Regions from separate parts of the Gasterosteus aculeatus genome. Here region 2 is linked to region 1. Evidence: chromatin contacts called from public Hi-C data. All regions are on one chromosome and are shown on one strand. Each heading gives the region's core, a stretch centred on a gene start, on an enhancer-like site or on the middle of the called end of the contact. The rest is flanking DNA. Distances are from core to core; before and after follow the strand shown.

What was found. Hi-C and Micro-C count contacts between places; a contact is called where the count stands out from the background.
Region 2: a Hi-C map of skeletal muscle shows a contact between it and region 1, with 14 times the contacts expected there. The contact joins the promoter of tmem106ba here to the enhancer-like site in region 1. A contact is called at or near these places in 4 of 6 Hi-C or Micro-C datasets (skeletal muscle, tail fin and whole body).

Annotation. Positions count from the first base shown.
Region 1 is chr20:5,211,017-5,213,761 of fGasAcu3.hap1.1, forward strand. thsd7ab (thrombospondin, type I, domain containing 7Ab) reads right to left here. Exons shown (of 29, transcript XM_040164405.2): 26 at 2,312-2,394; 27 at 1,376-1,589. Among protein-coding and RNA genes, the nearest start is that of LOC120811090, 8.2 kb to the left of the region's middle. Within about 2 kb of position 1,490, at least 1 of the 9 cell types and tissues checked has open chromatin away from gene starts, as enhancers often do.
Region 2 is chr20:5,316,824-5,319,523 of fGasAcu3.hap1.1, forward strand. tmem106ba (transmembrane protein 106Ba) reads left to right here and starts at 1,427. Exons shown (of 8, transcript XM_040164408.2): 1 at 1,427-1,591.

The DNA.
Region 1 (2,745 bases), core at 240-2,739:
TGACTTTAAGATGAAGGCTTTTCTCAGTCCACTCACTTGATATAATGATGAAAAGGGGTTATTTCCCAACAGATCACACAAAGATAGTTTACACTATTCAGATTTGGATGTTCGATTAGTTTCCCTCAGAAGTAACATCAAGGTTCCTTTGTAGAAAAAGAAGTAGAAGTACTTTGCAAGAACAAGTACTTTTTTATCTGCTTTATACTATTACACATTTCACTCCACCACGGCTATTTTGACAGCTTCAGTTGCTTGATACTTTGCATAGACAACTAATACAAAATTATATATCTATATATATATAGATATATAATCAATTTTAATGTATCAAGCTACTCTAAGTATTTTGTTAAAGTCGTAAACATCTGCTCCCTTTACACCGGCTGCAACATTACAGATAATAGTCATCATCCAATGATCAAATACATGTTATTCTCAAATAATGCTTGTACTTAAGCTACTTTAATGCTCATTCTTTTTCTAAATGTGATTTGAATGTCTCCCAAAGTTCAGCAGGAACTCATCATTTATTTCTCCTTTTACCTACAATGACACTTGTTACTACAGTTACCTTGTTTCAAGCACGTTTCACGTCTCACTGTAATGAAGCACAGGAGGAGGAACCTTCATGTGGACCATAAAGGACGTGTGGAAGTTCCTGCTCTGACAGGCGTCGACTCAAATCTGTTCTGCCCTCCCGCCTCCCGAAATGTTTCCCCTGCTGTCATGCACCATCAGTCACAACGCAGTGTGCGGCTGCACCTCTCAAACCTTAACGTCCCGGCGGCCTCGGAGGGGGGCGGCGAGGTTCGTGTGCCCGATGCGTCTTTTGTTTCTTTAATGCGTCAGTTTTAGTTGGCGCGTTAAACCCGCCGACACAAAGCACTAGTGCGTTATGCCGTCGCCGCGTGACGTTACCTCGGGGATTACGCGCCGCTCGACAGGGAGGGAAAGTTTGGCGAAAGCCGGGTTTTGTTAAACCCCTTCTGATGAACCTAAAAAGGCATCGTGGGCACTTGTCTTTGTTGTTGAGAGGTAAAATTAGAAATATTTTTTAAATAAAAAGAGTTTTTTGGAGGACGTTGAATGTGTGTTTGGATTGTAAAGCCATCCGAAGGGATTTGTGATGTTAAGTTATACTAATTAAGTGAATTGAACCGAGCCCTTCAGTTTAACGTGTGATTATTAATATACTCTATTGCTTTGTGGTAACAACACTCACTAACATATATTGCTGTGTCCTTGTTCATTTTCTGCCTCCTCTTTATTTGCTGTTTTTTCTGATCAGGTCTTGACTACCTCGGGGGAGAACATTAAGGTGGAGTTAGCTCCCCGACTGCTATACACTGGCCTAGTGGCGAGGTGGTCTGACCTGGTCCGTAAGGCTGCAGGTACCAGGTGCGCCCGCTGCGTCCGGGCTGCGCGGTGGAGGGCAGGGTGGGGTTAATGGCACGACTGGTCTTCACATCCCCTTTCTTGTCCCCCGCCGTGGGGATCTCCAGGACCGGGATGGGGGCGCACTGGTCCAGCTGCCCGCTGGCCGACAGCACCTCCGTGAAGCCCTCCTCGCACGCGCAGGTAGCGGCCTGCAGGGGGCAGCACAGAGCCGTGTTTGGTTTGCAGACACGGCACATGAAGGAAAACGACGGGCCACGTCTCTTATGTCAGAGTCTAAGACGTTAAGATACACATTTCAGAGCATGTCGCCGTCAGTGATGATACCGTTTCTGTGTAATGGGAGGAATAAATATCAGAAAGACTTTTCTGTTCATGAAGTGGAATTCACACCTCGCGAAACTGAAGGTAACATTCATAAAGGTGGGATTTGTTGCTGCACTCTTAGAAAGTCCTCCTCATGAACGGAGTGCATTTGTCACGCTGGTCCGGGGAATTGAACCTGTGACCTCAGATGTCCTGACTCATCATCAGATGAGTGTGACCTTCCTGCTCTGCTCTGCAGGCGTTTACACCCGGCCGTTACTGCTGGTCTAAAAAACAACGAGCCGTTAGTCTCCATAAACGTTCAGATTCACCGGCTGCCGTATCGGGTGAGCGTAGAAAATGTTTCTCTATGACTTTGACGCCGCACAGCTGAGTGACAGCTGCGGCTTTCACATCTTGATGCAGCATTCTAATTCAATTCTGACAGCAGCGAGCGGACCGTGGACCTTCGCTTTGACGGCTGCGTCTCCCTCGTTGTTTCCATTGTTTTGGTCCGTGTGTGCAACGGCGAATGTTCTCCATGAGATGAGCTCTTCACTCTTTTCATTTACTGTAACAGGCGACGGGGGAAGAAGGAGCCGCTCACCTCGCTGCAGAAGGACTTTGTCTTGAGACACGGAGGGTCACAGGAGTCGTTGCTCTCTGGGGGGCTCAGAGGAGGACAACCTCCTGCGGGAGATCGGGGGGGGGGGGGGGGGGGGGGGGGGGGCGGCACAGAAGGGGGGGGGGGGGGGGGAGGGGGAGGGGGGATGAGTCAAAGGAAATCCTTCCTTGCTGAGTACTGCTGTCGCTTCGAGGAAGAAAATGTACATGTTTTAGATTGAAAAGCTGCCTGTGAAACCTCCGTCCAGGAAAGGACAAATACGGAGACAAGTCCATAGTTATTCTATTCTTTTAGCAAAGGTATATTTCTGACATTTCAGACAGTTACCAATTTACCGACGTGGAGCTTACATTGAGCTGCCGTTCCAAATACGGCGCAGGAATGTTTCCCAAATGGTTTGACTTGAATAAACCGAG
Region 2 (2,700 bases), core at 177-2,676, 110 kb after region 1:
AGAGGTTAAACGGATTCAAATAAATCCATTGCCGCTGTTATAATTTGATGTTTGCTCACCGGCACCAATGACCACGTCATCGTTGTTGTTGTTGTGTTGTTTGGACACACAGCCAAACAAGTCACACACAGAGACACACGGCAGCACACTGCCATCATCTGGCAAAAGCAAAGACAAGTACAATCATTTGAGATATTCTGGAATGTTGCGGTGTTTCATTTGAAGCCTCCAAAACTCTTACTTGGGTTCATTTTTAACGAACATATACGGGAAAGTATTTGAAAGGAGGTAGTTGATATACGAGTAGAAGAAGGACTTTGATAGTTTTTGTGAGTAGCGTTACCTTAATTAGTAGTATTATTACTTTAGTTTATTATCTAAACAAGTATTTAAAGTTTGACTCAAATAATCATGAATAAAATGACAATAAGACACTGCTCATCACATATAAGGACATAAAACAATAAAGGTAAAACCCCCCAAAGTGTTTCAATTTATTTCAGGAGACATTGCTACAATTTTTGGATTTTCGGTTTTGTGGGAGGAAGTTTTCACTGGCAAAAGTCTGGTTTAAAGTACACGTTAATAGAATGATGGGATCAAGTTTTTGTAATAATGGGTCAGATTTTCTTTATTTCCTTGAGGCACATGTTTGCCTCTGTGGGCTTTTGTGATACATAACATTTAAAGAGACTTAGCCGATGGTCCACCTATATGATCCACTTTATTTTGTGAATAGTGTTAAAGGGCATTTATGGTGGAAGAATCTAGTCACAGTTATTCAAATACTATTGTAAGTGTTTTCAATTGGTTCTACTTTACACTTATAAATCACTGCATTCAGATTAAAATACTGCCATTTTAACTCCACGTTATATACCGACAGTTTAAGCTGGTATGCGGATGGAGATTTTACATGTAGAAATATGATAAACCTCTTAAATATAATACATACTTAACTATAAAACAGTGGATAAAGTAACCGCCATCAGTTCTCTCGTGTGTAACTACGACCAGGGCCGATATTAAATGAATCATTAAATTATAATACATCACAAATAATAATCCAATGACATGGAACATATACCTGTACAATAATCATGGCATACTGGAATGCAGTACATTTTATCAAATTTAAGATACACATTTCTTTTTCAATTCAGTGTAACAATCTACAATATAGAAAATGCTGATTGAAAATGCTGATTGAGAATGCATGAGGGATAATAATCAAACGACACATTAAGGTAACGCTACTCACAAAAACTATCAAAGTCCTTCTTCTACTCGTATATCATTATATATATATATATATATATATATATATATATATATATATATATATATACACCAGTATTACAATCACAGGGGGAATGTTACAAGTGACATTGCTCAAATACTCAACCGGTTTCGAAGACTTAATGTTGATCTTGATGTGTCGTGGCGGGGTCCCACCGCTAGATGGCGCCCCCGCTAGGACTCTGACCAATGGGGGGAGGAGGGAGGGGCTCCGTGTCGCCATTGACGTGCCGAGCCAAAACAAAGCAGCGAACGACAAGGCGAATGTCCACCAAGTGACACAGGGAAACGGGTAAGGACGCGCATCTACCTTAAAGATAACGACACGCGGGCCCGCTCGCGCTCGGCGTGTTCTATCCGTCACGGTGAGGTAACTGCGACGCCGCCGTTGATTCACTACGACACGGTTGATTAAATGTCAGGAGGACGACGACGACTGCGTTGAAATGCTCGTTTGTTAAAAACCGAGCGTCGCTTTCGGTGTGTCCGTGTGAGAGAAAGGAGGGTTTCTCCCCCCCCCCGGTACGTCGTGTTCTCTCAACCGGGCTCGGACGCATAGCGGCGGCCTGTGACGTCGGCCTCTTTGCATGACAACGGTGTCGCTGGGCAACGACCAGCGGGGTGTCTCCTCCGACAGTTCGGTGTTGTCCCGGTGTCCCCGCGTTGTGGGACGACCGGTTAGTTCAGCCGCTGAGGCCTAGTGACACGGTACGACGTTCGGCCGGACTGCGGTGCATGCTGGGAGCAACCGGTGTTACACAACGCATGTCGTTTTATAACAGTAGACAAGTTTTTACATTGATTTAGATCTTGATCTAATGTAAAAACATTATTAAAATACTCCTGCTTTTTCCAGTCTTGATTAAATATGTATCGAGACATTTTCAGTAAAAGTTTGACAGTGTTGATAAAACTGGTGTGTGTCTGCTGCTGGTTTTGGTGAATATTGGTTGGATAACATTTGTTATAAAAATGATCAAGTGTAATACGTTGTGTAGACTATCTGGTAAAAATAATAACAATAAATAGTACGTTTTAGCAAGATAACCAGTAGATATAAAAGTCCTTCTATTACAGCATGTTGATATATGACTGAATTTTACATCGTGATGGATGATTTAATGTGTACATTACTGTTATGAGGAAAAGGTAAAGCTACTTTGAATAACTTTATAAACTGCAGAGAAATCAGTAATATAACATTCAACTGAAAAGTGAATTGGGGATGTAATGGAGTATGCAGTCAAATATAGTGAAAGTAGCATAACAACTTCCAGTTTTTGCTTCCTAAACTTCCACCTCGGTGCAATTCAGAGGATAATGTTGCAGCGGTTACTTGACTACATTAATTTCATTCGACGCATATAAGTACAAGTATAAATACGTTAATTTGAATGAAAA